3 separate regions of the Mus musculus genome follow, and regions 2 and 3 are each linked to region 1. A link is a contact called in public HiChIP or PLAC-seq data. All regions are on one chromosome and are shown on one strand. The core of a region is the stretch at or near the end of the contact, and the rest is flanking DNA. Distances in the headings are between cores, read along the strand shown. Region 1 holds the start of Dgcr6 (DiGeorge syndrome critical region gene 6). Region 2 holds the start of Ypel1 (yippee like 1). Region 3 holds the start of Crkl (v-crk avian sarcoma virus CT10 oncogene homolog-like).

Region 1 (4,274 bases), core at 1,150-3,649:
TAGAGAGAGAGAGAGATCTCAGGCCTGTATTCCATCTTATATTGTACATGACATTTTATATAGGTTGAAGGCCCAGACCTGATATGCTTACAGCCTCCTTGGTCTAACAGCTGAGAAGAAACACATTCCTTATTCTCATAAGGACAGATTGCAGCCCTGGCATCACAATATCACAGGTGACATCACCTTATCCCTATGGCAGACTGTGGCTCACTGTCTGCATGCCATCTCTGGACTGCCATACTAAGCAACAGGGAAAAAGCTATTAACTCTGGCCTCCACTCCTGATCATCTTAATGTGCCACATATGCACAACGGCCTGATGTGACACAGCACAGTGCTCTCTAGTCTCCTCTGGGTCACTGTGGAGAATCATTACGTAATATGGCAGTCTCCATCCATCCTCCCAGCTGTCATACGATGTCTTACATGATTTAGTGACATGATATGTCAGAGGCATGTATCTTCCATTAGCTGTCATGTGATATCACAGATGGCATGGTACCATGGTTGCTCTAGCCTTCATCCTTCTCAGCTGTCATAGGCTGTAATATGTGGCCTACGGGACATTGTGGGGTACACACTAATACTATGTGTTTCAGGCATGTGTCCCTGTTTAGGATCTGTTTGTATCCTAATTGGTGTGCTAAAAAGATGTTCAAGGATTGCTCACACTCCAATATCCAGAGTTGAGTATGTGAACAATTAATGACTTTCTTTTGGAGCCAGGGTCTACTGCATCTCAGGCCAGCCTGGAACTCACTATGTAGCCAAAGATGCCCCTGCGCATCCGACCATGCCTACAATTCCTGAGTACTGGAATCACAGACATGCGCCACCATGCCTGGTTTCTGTGATACTGCACATAGAACCCCACTGCATCTTGAATGCTAGGCAACGCTCTACCAACTAAGCTACATCCCCAGCTGCAGATCGTGACTTTTAAATGTCTGATTTAAATGATTCACCATAATTTGGTATACTGTCAACATTAAATTACAGTTACTTTGGAGTATATTTATTCATGCAAATTATTTCTCCATGCACAGGTGTTTCAGAGGCTTTTCTATTGCTGCGAGGACACCATGAACAAGGCAACTTACAGAAGGGTTTGTTGGGGGTCTTACAGCTTCAGAAGGTGACTCCAGGACCACCATGGTAGAGAGCATGGCACCAGCCAGGTAGGCAGGTATGGCCCTGGGGAAGTAGCTGATAGCTTATATCTTAATTCAAAAGCATGAGGTGGTGCTGGTAGTGATGAGACAAGAGAAAGAGACAGACAGACAGACAGACAGACAGACAGACACACTCACACAGAGAGACAGAGAGTCAGAAAGAGACAGACAGAGACACAGAGAGAGAGAGAGACAAAGAGAGACACAGAGACAGAGGTAGAGAGACATACAGAGACAGACATACAGAGACAGACAGACAGACAGAGAATGTATGGATGGTGTATGTTTTAAAATCTCAAAACCAGCCCTCAGTGACACTCTTTCTCCAATAAAGCCACACCTCCTAATCCTTCCTTAGTAATTCCACCAACTGGGGACCAAGTTTCCAAATATCTGAGGCTATGGGGTCATTTGCATTCAAACTTCACAAGGTTTCTTCACTGTAATTTATGTTACCCAGATCTGAATTCACTACTTCAGAGCTTATCGTGGCAAAAGGGAAAACAAAAAGAAAGTAACCAGGATGATTCAACAGAGTTATATTTTTAAAATAGTAATAAAAGGGAAAAAGATGGCACATCAGGGAATGTAATTTTTATTTAAAAAAACGCTGTAGGAAGGTGTCATTTCTCTTATTCATGCTGCAAACTAAATTATGAATGTGGACACTGTCAGGGGCTGGGGCTGGCTCAGTAGGTAAAGGACTGTTGAGCCAGCATGAATTCAACTTCACAAGACTCTTTTCTCATCTACTCTCCACTTCCAGGCAGTCGCTGAGGTTTCCTTGTGGGGGTGGGGTATCCTTTAACGCTAATAAAATTGTCCTAAAGTCTTTTATTAATGAGAATAAGAACCCTAAAGAGAAGCTGGCTCTCCTCCGTACTGTTTTCCTGAGGTCCCCCAGGGTGGATCACAACCCGCTGGGAGTGTCCAGCTTCCAGTGGCCTCAGTCTGCGCACACTAGGCGCAGGCCAGACTGGCTTCTTTAAAACACCCAGCAGGCCAGAGTTGCTTCTTTAAAACACCAGAATGCAGAGCCCTGGGCGCGCACCTCCAAGGTCAGCACCACTTGGGAGCTCAGCGAGCCCCTATTTCTTCTCCCTAGGACAAAGCGCTTACAAGCAGTCTCCCTGGTGGGTGGAGCGCGTCTTATTGTGCCTGACGCACCACGGTGAACGGCCGGAGACCGACCGGAGGGGCGGGGCGCATGCGTCGTTCGCGCTGGAGAATGACGTGAGGGGGCGGGGCGCGCCGGGGCACCCTAGGAGACCGAGTAGAGGGGCGGCGGGGGACCGCGCGGTAAACCGCGCGATGGACCGCTATGCGGCCGCCGGGGATGAGGCGGCGGATCGGGCCCGGCAGCAGGAGCGGCACTACCAGCTGCTGTCAGCACTACAGAGCCTGGTCAAGGAGCTGCCCAGGTGCGCGGCGACGGGCGGCGGGAGGACCGGGGCCGGGGCCGGGGCCGGAGCCGGGGCCAGGGCCGCGGCCGCGCTCACCCGGCGATCTACCCGCAGCTCCTTTCAGCAGCGCCTGTCCTACACCACGCTCAGCGACTTGGCCCTGGCGCTGCTCGACGGAACGGTGTTTGAAATCGTGCAGGGTCTTCTGGAGATTCAGCACCTCACTGAGAAGAGCCTCTACAACCAGAGACTGCGGCTGCAGAACGAACACCGAGGTGCAGGGGGCGACGGGACCTTCCCTAGGGCGTCCCTAGCCGCGGGAGCCTCGGGTCAGGGGGTGCAGAGCCATGCTGATCCTTTTAGTCTGCTGTCCAGAAACTTCTTACTCGCGTTCCCTAGAGTACCCACATCCTCCTAGGCTTGATGGACCTCGCTGCTTGTAGGTCTGTTGATAGCTGTGTGCTACCACAGAGATAATCCATTATTCCAGCACCTTCCCATTGAGTATCAGGCTTGATCACCTCCTCCTATAAATTATACTAGGCATCTTCCGTTGTACCATCAGATCTCCTTTCCATTTTATTTGTTCAAGCTTGACTCGGTTCAAACATTTTAGGAAAGAATAGTGTGACGATGTCCCCATGCTACGTTATAGATCTTTGGGCTTTGTTATTGCTTTGGATTTTGAAACTGAGGACTGAACCCAGGGCTTCTCACCTGCTAAGCAGGTTTTCTATATTGGGCTACATTTACATGCAAACATACTCTGCCTTTCTGGCAATGCCTGTGTGCTGCCAGACAGGATTTTCCCATTAGAGATAGGTGTTGGATTTTGTTGAAATCTTTTGCAGTTCCTGTGGAGATGATCAGATGGTTTTGCTGTTACTCTCGTGAGACATTGATTTCTAAATCCCAGAAAGGAATTGTATTCTAGGAATGCATCTTGTAATATTTGTGTGGGGATGAAGGTAATGCCTCAGAATGTGTTGAGAAGTCTCTTGTTCTCCGAGAGCTTTAGTTCTTCACCAAATGTTTGAGTGGCTGTGCTTTTTCTTTTTTTTTTTTTTTTTTTTAATAATTTTTTTTTTTAGATTTATTTATTTATTATATGTAAGTACACTGTAGCTGTCTTCAGACACACCAGAAGAGGGCGTCAGATCTTGTTACGGATGGTTGTGAGCCACCATGTGGTTGCTGGGACTTGAACTCCGGACCTTTGGAAGAGCAGTCGGGTGCTCTTACCCACTGAGCCATCTCACCAGCCCGGCTGTGCTTTTCTTTATTCTTTTTAATGTTTTGATGGAGGTATGTGGTATATCTAGTTCACAAGCCTAAAGTACACGACTAAGTTCATTCTTTTCCATTTTGGTTTTCCGAGACTGTTCCTCTGTGTTGTCTAGAGCTGGCTGTCCTGTCTCAGCCTCTCCAGTGGTGAAATTCCAAGTCTGGGCCAGGCCCTACCTTGCTCATCCTTTCCAGTAAGCAGGAGGAGGCTTTGTTCCTTCTGTTGCTTCCACCATTCTTCCAGCACTTGCTTCCATCACCAGGAAGGAAAGACACCACTGACTTCTTCTTCCCCTGATTTCACTGTGGAGCTGCTCATCATCCTATAGAGCCCTTTTGGGTGGGATGTTCTTGGTACCTGCTTCAAGCCTTTGCTAGTTGTCTTTCAGAAGGCTTGAACTAGGCTGATACA
Region 2 (4,274 bases), core at 501-3,000, 1.0 Mb before region 1:
AGTCTAGCAGAGTGTGCCAAGGCTCTGTGCTCAGTCTCAGCATCAAATGCACCAGGTGTGCACACCTGTAATCCCAGCAGGCTGCACAATTAGAATCTCAAGGTTAAATATGTCACCTCCAGCCACATACAGACTGAAACTGAAGGGGTACAGAGGTTTCCATGAGCTTTAAAAGGATGGCAGCTCTTTTTCCTAAAGCAGGGTCTCTCTCCTACATAGCTCTTGATGACCTGAAACTTGGTATGTAGACCAGGCTGGCTTTGAACTCACAGAGACCCACCTGTCTCTGTCTCCCACCCCCAAGCACTACAATTAAAAGCATGCACCACTGCTCCCAGCAGACAGAAAAAATGTTGAAGATCAAATGATACATGTTCTCTCTCAAAGCAGATTCTAGCTGCTTGAAATGTTTGGATTTGTGTGTTTTTCCTGGAGTGCTTCCAGAAGTCAGGACGCTGGAAAAGGGCACTGGAGTATCCATGATATGAACAGGTAGGTGTTAGAAGTGGGATGGGTAGGAAAGGAAGGCTGGAGGAGGCCTAACCAATGCTAAGGAAATAGGAAAATGCCGTATATAAACCTACTATTTTCTAAGCTATTAAAAAAAACACATTTTTTAAAAGATTTATTTATTTCATGTATGTGAATACACTGTCGCTGTCTTCAGACACACCAGAAGAGGGCATCAGATCCCGTTACAGATGGTTGTGAGCAATCCATGTGGTTGCTGGGAGTTGAAATCAGGACCTCTGGAAGAGCAGTCAGTGCTATTAACTGCTGAGCCATCTCTCCCGCTTAAATTCTTTAAAAATAGAAGAGTCAGCCAGATGGTTCAGTGAGTGAGGGTGCCGCTATCAAGCCTGCTGACCTGAGTTCAAATCCAGGATCAATATGGTAGGTGAGAAGCAGAGCTAACCTCTGGTGCACAGGCATGTGCTTATTCACACAATAAGCTTAAAATATAAAGTTCAAGATCATGTTTGAGCTACATAGTTGAGGCCAGCTTGAATTACAGAATTACAGAGATCATATTCTAAAAGCCAAAAAAACATGAGACTCCCTAGCTAGGACGAATACAAAAATAGAGTAATCAGTCACTTGGGAGACTCACTAAGTAAATGGCAACTCAAAGGGCCCACAATCTAATCAATTAGGGGTATCCTCAATACAATAAATCCTAACAAGCACACTCTAGAGGGCGCAAATACGTCCTGCAATGTGTACATTCACCCTCAGCAGTGTGCTTTGAAAAATCGATCTAAAGAGACTAAGAAAAAAATAACAGAAGAAGCGCAGATGTGGGCATGGAGACTGGGTGATACTGCCTGTGTTTTGTGGGTAGGAAATCTAATCTGGGGTTCCATAATTCAAGTCCACGCAGACCTGGAGGCTCTTGGATGGCGACTTGGAGAGTGGAGAAAGGGTGGTCAGTATGGAGAGAGGGAAGAAGCTTGCGCTCTAGGGACCCAGCTGCAGAGGTCCTCCTGCCTGCAGCCTGAGGCGCAAACCTGTGGAAAATCTCGGTCCTTTGGCCTTCCAGGACCCTACCTCCCCACCGGCCCCGCGACCTGCCGGTTCGCCTGGGTTCCTCGTCAGGCCAGCCCACCGGACTCCTGGCGAGCTCCACCCGGACACGTTCCAGCCCAGTCCCCCGAGCGCAGCGGGGCGCGGGTGGACGCGTGGGGCAGGGCGAGGGGCGGGGAGCGTGGAGGGGCGGAGCGGCGGGAACGCGAGGGCGGGGCTCGGACACTGATTGGGCATCGCCACGTTCCGAGGCCGTTTATGGCGGCTGGGCTGGGCTACGGGTCCAAAACAAAGGGCAGGCGGCCCGCGAGGCGGCGGCAGGAGGATGCCTCGCGCCCGGAGTGGGCGCCAACGGCCGGAGCGCGTCCCGGGTCACACCGGGACCGCCTGAAAACCGAGCTCGCGCCGACCGAGCCTGGGCCGGATGGGCGCAGCGGACCGCGGAGCGGCCGTGAGTACGGGCGGGCCTCAGGGGTTCTCTGCGGAGACCTGAGGATCTCCGGCTCCGGGAGGCGGGGAAGCACCTGTTGGGCGCGGGCGGGCCGGGCGGGAGTGCGGAGGATGCGTTGACTTTTTGTTCTGATGTTCCGAACTGTTGGTATTTGGGTCATTAGAAGACAACGCAAAATCCCGGTCTTTCTTTCTTTCTTTTTTCTTCGCCCCCCCCCCCCCATTGTTTTTTCCCCTACCTTAAAAAATGGGGAAAGAAATAAATACAGAAGATACCTCCAATAAAAGAATATTATGGGGTGGCATTTTCAAGTTGCCTGTACAATAATAACTAAAGGGAATTGTCCTCATTGTTTACCACTTGTGGCTCTAGGCTTTATCAATGTAAATTGCTAACAGTAGCAACTAAATAAGATATTCTCTACTCAATAACTGCACAAATGGTCATCTTCGATCGTGTACTGAGCTCCAGGATAGAAAGCCGGCAGAATTCTGTTTTGGATAGATAATAGACGTTGAAAACATCATTTTTCAGCCCAAGGTCTTTCTAATTCAGTTGCCTTATAAGTATCCACAATGTATTCACCTTAACTAATGTATCTTGTCAAAGAATTGACCATACTCCTCCTCGCTCCGCTGAAGTTCCAAGACCAGGCTCACCTCCTCTGGGGAACTTCTCCAGGCCCCTCTGAGTAAGCCACCCTCACCCATCACCCAGGGCCCTTTACCTCTGCTGTGTTCTGGTAGATGTGTTAACAAATGTTTGCTGAGTACCCGTCTCCCTCTCCCCTAGGGGCTGGTCCAGTGGGTGTCTGTGTGCATGTGTATGGTGGGGTACAAATAAATAAACACACACACACATGTATATTCACCGTGTGTGTGCCTGGTATCTAGAGAAGCCAGAAGAGGGCATCGGATCCCCTAGAGCCGAAGTTATGGATCCTCCACAAGAGCAGCAGGTGCTAAAGGATGTCAGCCCATCTCTCCAGCCATACTGTGGGCTCTTAAAAAAGTCAGGGGTGCTGTATTTGAAGAGTTTTGCTACCAGGATCCCTAGGTCTATGTGTTCCTAGCCAAGGGACTATGTGGTTAGCATGTCTTCTTAGGGATTAGACCAAAATCTTGACTTACCACAGATATATAGCAGCCCAGGGGCTGGCCCATATGAAACACTAAAAATACATACATACATACAGACAGACAGACAGACAGTTGAATCAATGCCAGTAATCAATCTGAATAGAAGTCTTTTCTTTTCCTGTTTTTTTTTTTGTTTGTTTGTTTTTGTTTTTTTTTTTACTTATGCATTTTCGGCAAGTGCTCTACCACAACCACAGCTCCAACTTTATAAATAAACTTAATTTTATAAAAGAGCTGGGGGTGTGGCTGGGTGGTAGGGCTCAGCATGTGTGAGGCCCTTGGTCTCCCCCCCACTAGACACGCAAATCAGAAGTTCCCCCTCAGCTCTGGCGGACCCAGCTCAGCCACCCTTCATTGCTGGGGTACACCTGGTCACACTGAGTACCTCAGGGGATCTGTTCTTAAATCCCAGGTTGTCCTTGCATTCTAAAGAACCGAAGTTGTTTGTTTGGCACTCTGTGTTAGCACAGATGCTCTGATGTCGTTCTTCAGTCCCACAAGCACAGGCACGGATGGAGGCGACAGGGCTGGATAGTCTTAATGCATCTTTCTTGATGGAGCGTTGAGAAATGCTGCACCAAAAGTTTAAAATATAAAGAAGCAGCTTATTTGTAGTATGTGAAACCTAATCTTCTCATGCTAGGCTCGTGGGATGAAAGTTTTAGCTGAGGGTTTGGGTACAGGAAGAGAGCTGAGCATACAGGGGAAGCCACTATGTTGTGGAACCCGGAATGAGATCGGTTGTGCCCCCAGGAGAGACCCTCTTATTACAGCTCAGTGCCTGGATCCCACACACCGTACCTGGAGTGAAAACACTTGACTGTTGGACTATAGTTATCCAGCATGTGAGTAAATAAAGCTGTCTTGCCAGGCCAGGGATGGTGGCACACACCTTCCAGCCCAGCACACGGGAATGAGAGCCAGGGACCTCAGTTAACCAGGCCTGGTGTCAGGAGGATGGGAAGTGAAGATCATTCTTGGCTGTAGATGGAGTTTTAGGCCACATAAGAAAGACCCCTAAAAGCAGCAAAACAGAGGTCTGGAGAAATAGCTTAGTGATTAAGAGCACATATAGGGGCTGGAGAGATGGCTCAGCGGTTAAAAACACTGGCTGATCTTCCAGAGGTCCTGAGTTCAATTCCCAGCAACCACATGGTGGC
Region 3 (4,274 bases), core at 840-3,339, 610 kb before region 1:
CCCTATACCAATGAGAAAGCCTATCTCAAAAACATGATGTTGCCTATGCTGGCTTCGAACTTTCCATCCTCCTGCTCAACCTCTGAGAGAGCTAAGATCATAAGCCTGTGTTATTTTTTCTTCTTTTTGTGGCAGGGTATTTTTAATGTACCACCACTGGCCTGTGTGTTAATATATAGACCAGGATGGCCTCAAACTTGGAACTAATTGAATCCTGCCTCTGCCACAAGAGAGCTGGGATTATACATGCACCACCAGAGCTGGCTAGAAGATAAGTCCTGGAGGTCTCATGGTGAGGCACAGAATGACTGAATAGCCCATCTAGTCACTGATTTGAACTTCAACCATGAGTTGAACTCAGTCAAATTAAATATCTGAGCTATACAAATTTCACTTGCGACTAGAGCAATATGAAAGCATGTTTTTATTTATGTGTGTGTTGTGTGAGTGCAGGCATGTGTATTACCACTCTACACAGAATTTTAGAGGACACCTTAAGTTGATTGTCCTTCCATCTTCAGACCCAGGGATCCAATTCAGGTGTTTAGGCTTGGCTGGCAAGAGCTTACTTCCTGAGACATCTTCCTAGCCCCCATGAAGCATCTCTGGTTATGCCAAGTTACAAAAAGGCACTAGACCTTGACATTTTCCCCTTCGCTTACTTACCACTGGGATGGAATCACCAGTTATTACCCTACAATCTAAGAATTGCTAAACATGGGAAATGTAAACGGCCAGAACAAGACTTTAGTGATAGAGATCTAAGTAGGAGTTCTCCTGTATTCCTCACTTTTGAGATTTCTCCCTCCCCTAACTTCCTCCCCATTTTTGTTGGGTTTCATAGAGCTCAGCTGCCTTGAACTCATGATCCTCCTGCCTCCATCTCCTAGTGATGGGATTATTGGTATGTGTCACCACCACTGGCTTGGGACATGCCTTCCTGTTTATCTAATTTGGGAATGCTATGACCAATAATCCAGCATCTGTTTTTGTGGTGATTTTTCACAATAGTCATTCATTTAACAAATTTCTGATCATTCAAGACTAGATGTGGATTTAAGGCAGGCAAAATATAGGTAAATAAGACAGTATTCTGTGGTATTAAAATTTCATCCTAGCCTGTTGGTGGTCAGAGTTAGTTCCAGGACAGCCAGGGCCACACAGAGAATTCCTATCTTGATAGATAGATAGATAGATAGATAGATAGATAGATAGATAGGCCGGGCAGTGGTGGCGCATGCCTTTAATCCCAGCACTTGGGAGGCAGAGGCAGGCGGATTTCTGAGTTCGAGGCTAGCCTGGTCTACAAAGTGAGTTCCAGGACAGCCAGGACTACACAGAGAAACCCCGTCTCTAAAAAACCAAACAAATAATTAAATAAATAGGTACTAGTCGGGTTGGAGGGAGAAATATGTCAAGGGAGGCAGAGCTGAAACTGAGCAACGTGGAATGGCAGGAAATGAACTGTTGCAGAGCAACAGGCTTCAGGCCAGACACAGGTGTTGCATTTCACTTGTTACACTTTACAGCCGGTAGTGTCCAGTCATCCTCACCAACACACTGTCCTCCTCGTAAAGTATTAGTCAAACTGATCTTCACCATCATTCCACGTGTACCAAGGAGGATCACCTAGGGCAGGCGTTATTTGATAGGTTATTCAGTAACCTATTTGATGGTCACCTCACTCCCTAGGTCATGCCCTTCCTGAGCCACCTGATTTACCAGGGCCTTCTGGCTCGCAATCATCTGACGGCCACGCCTTCTTGGCCGGACACTCAGCAACCACTCTACGCTTTGTTCACAGAAACAGGTTTTCAAAACGCTGTTCCCTCTCGGCTCCAGCTGTTTTCCTGCCAAGCCCGGGAAGCCTGACAGCAGCAGCTTCTCGGCGGCTGCTTTGCGGTCCAGGAAGGGCCTGACCCTCTGCCTCCTCCCGGAACGCGGGAGCCCGCGCGAGTGGCTCACGCTGGGACCCTCGCGAACGCACTCCTGATTGGCAGCGCCCAGTGACGTCAAAGGAAGGGCCTCCGCGGTGGAGGGGGTAGAGCCCAGCTCCGCGCGTGCGCAGATTGAATGCGCTGGACCAAGGGGGAGGTGCCCGGCTGCTTCTCCCGCGTCCGCCATTTTGTTGCTGTGGCTATTGGGAGCGGGCTGGGTAAGACTGCTCGGGAGGCGCGACTCTTGTTGGAGTGCGGTGCTTCGTGTGACCGCGGGGATCGGTGCAGGCTCTTGAGGCTGTGGAGCCGGCGGCGGGTTCCAGGACAGAAGTCACTGGAGCCTCCCCTGTACTCCGGCCAGCTGAGAAGCCCGAGGCGGCCTCCGCTACTGCTCAGCTTCGCCCACCTCGACCCCGGGGCTTTGCCCAGTGTTCCCGGACCGGCTCTCCGTGAGGCGGCCCGGTGCAGGAGGGCGGTGGCGGAGGATGCTGCGGGGCCCGGAGCCTAGAGGAACGTCCTGACCAAGCCCTCTGATTGTTCCTCGAAGTGTTCTGAGAGGCCCTTCCTCGACCCCAAAGCCGACAGCGGGTAAAGGCTTCCCAAGCAAGAGAGCCGCAGACGCCGCCCATCCCCGAGCCCAACACCATGTCCTCCGCCAGGTTTGATTCTTCAGACCGCTCTGCCTGGTACATGGGGCCAGTGACTCGCCAGGAGGCGCAGACTCGTCTCCAAGGCCAGCGCCATGGCATGTTCCTAGTCCGGGACTCATCTACCTGCCCCGGGGACTATGTACTGTCCGTGTCCGAGAACTCGCGTGTCTCGCACTACATCATCAACTCCCTGCCCAACCGCCGCTTTAAGATCGGGGACCAGGAGTTTGACCATTTGCCGGCCTTGTTAGAGTTCTACAAGATCCACTACCTGGACACTACCACCTTAATCGAACCGGCGCCCAGGTACGCGAGCTCCTGCCCTTCTCCGGTTCAGAACTTGACCGGATGCGAAGGGTCGGTCAAAGATTAAATTTTGGGGGTAGGGTAGGGGATAGAACTCCTTTTCCTCATTCTAAATCAGAAGACATTCGGATTATAAGGCCAATATCAGGATCTGGGTCATTGGATGAAAGGATGCATTTTATTTAGACATTTAGCAGTGCTGCTTGCATTGTTTAAATGCACCCCTAACCCCCCACATATATACACAGTTTTGCCACTTTACTTGACTGTAATACTAATGCAGAATGCTTATTAACGACGCTAAAAATATAGACTTCCTTGAGATTCTGAAGATAGCCATGACTCCTCCTTTCTCGAAATTCTTGTACACCATTTAAGGTTTTTGTAACTCCTGCATTTTTCAACTAACTTTAGGTTACAAAGTGGCCTTCGGCCTTTGGAATAATCCTTAAAATGGATCGAAAGTGTAGAAATCTCAGAATCTGATTCTCTAGCACTCATTTTTAAAACTGGGATTACCAAGAGAAGACAGTGGGATTATATTTGAAGAAATTTGTATCCTCACCGTTCCTTCCTCAGGGGTGGGAAGTGTATTTACCTAAATTCTACATTAATTCAATTTTAGTTTTTTTTTTTTTTGTAATTAAGTCTAGTGGTTTAACATATGCTTTAAAGACCCCTAAGTAGAGCTAGCTGAGATAGATACACACCCCTAGTCCCCTAAGGAAAGAGGACCTTGATTCCAAGTCAGACTGAGCTGTAGCAAGACCCTGTCTTAAAGAGAAAGATATTGATCCCCAAGTGTTCTCTTTTTCAAGTAAAATGCATTATTTTATAATTTGCTTTAATTTCCCTAACGAATATCATCAAATGATACAGTGTGAATTGAAAAGGTGTCTAGAGACTTTAAAAGATATTTTCCTGCCCAGTTTATTTCTAAGCTATTTTCTAAAAAAAGAATTAAAGGCTGATTTAGATTTTTCAGGGTGAGGCGACTTCATAAAGGTGAAATTTGCTCTGAACTTTGAAAATGAAAAGATACTATAATTAATTAAGGGCACCTACTTAAATCCAAAGAGTTTCTTCTTTAGGATAGAATAATGAAGGTGGGGTGGTTAACCGTTGCCAGACCGAGTGGATTTTAGGAAGTGTGGAGAAGGCTAAGCCTGATGATGAGTGAGGGGAAGTGTTTGCAGTGAAAGCTGGGTGACCTACCTGCCTTTGGTTCCCACCAGGGGAATGTGAACAGAGAGCCCACCCCCACAGAGTTGTCCTTTAGCCTCCGTGTGCTGAGTGAGTACTCACACACAAAGAATTGTTAAAAATGTAAAACACAGAAAAGTGACTGTAAAAAGTGATGTGTTATCCAGATGAGAATATA

Evidence for each region. HiChIP or PLAC-seq counts read pairs in DNA pulled down with a chosen protein or histone mark.
Region 2: a contact with region 1 is called in an HNF4G HiChIP or PLAC-seq map of pancreatic cancer cells. The contact joins the promoter of Ypel1 here to the promoter of Dgcr6 in region 1. A contact is called at or near these places in 2 of 39 promoter capture datasets (liver and pre-B cells) and 1 of 115 datasets of contacts at active chromatin or transcription factors (pancreatic cancer cells).
Region 3: a contact with region 1 is called in an HNF4G HiChIP or PLAC-seq map of pancreatic cancer cells. The contact joins the promoter of Crkl here to the promoter of Dgcr6 in region 1. A contact is called at or near these places in 1 of 39 promoter capture datasets (liver), 1 of 484 Hi-C or Micro-C datasets (cerebral cortex) and 1 of 115 datasets of contacts at active chromatin or transcription factors (pancreatic cancer cells).

The regions. Positions count from the first base shown.
Region 1 is chr16:18,064,004-18,068,277 of GRCm38.p6, forward strand. Dgcr6 (DiGeorge syndrome critical region gene 6) reads left to right here and starts at 2,400. Exons shown (of 5, transcript NM_001289814.1): 1 at 2,400-2,596; 2 at 2,693-2,853. The coding sequence starts at 2,487.
Region 2 is chr16:17,068,389-17,072,662 of GRCm38.p6, forward strand. It overlaps Ypel1 (yippee like 1), which reads left to right and starts at 1,751. Exons shown (of 5, transcript NM_023249.6): 1 at 1,751-1,975.
Region 3 is chr16:17,449,896-17,454,169 of GRCm38.p6, forward strand. It overlaps Crkl (v-crk avian sarcoma virus CT10 oncogene homolog-like), which reads left to right and starts at 2,090. Exons shown (of 3, transcript NM_007764.5): 1 at 2,090-2,893. The coding sequence starts at 2,583.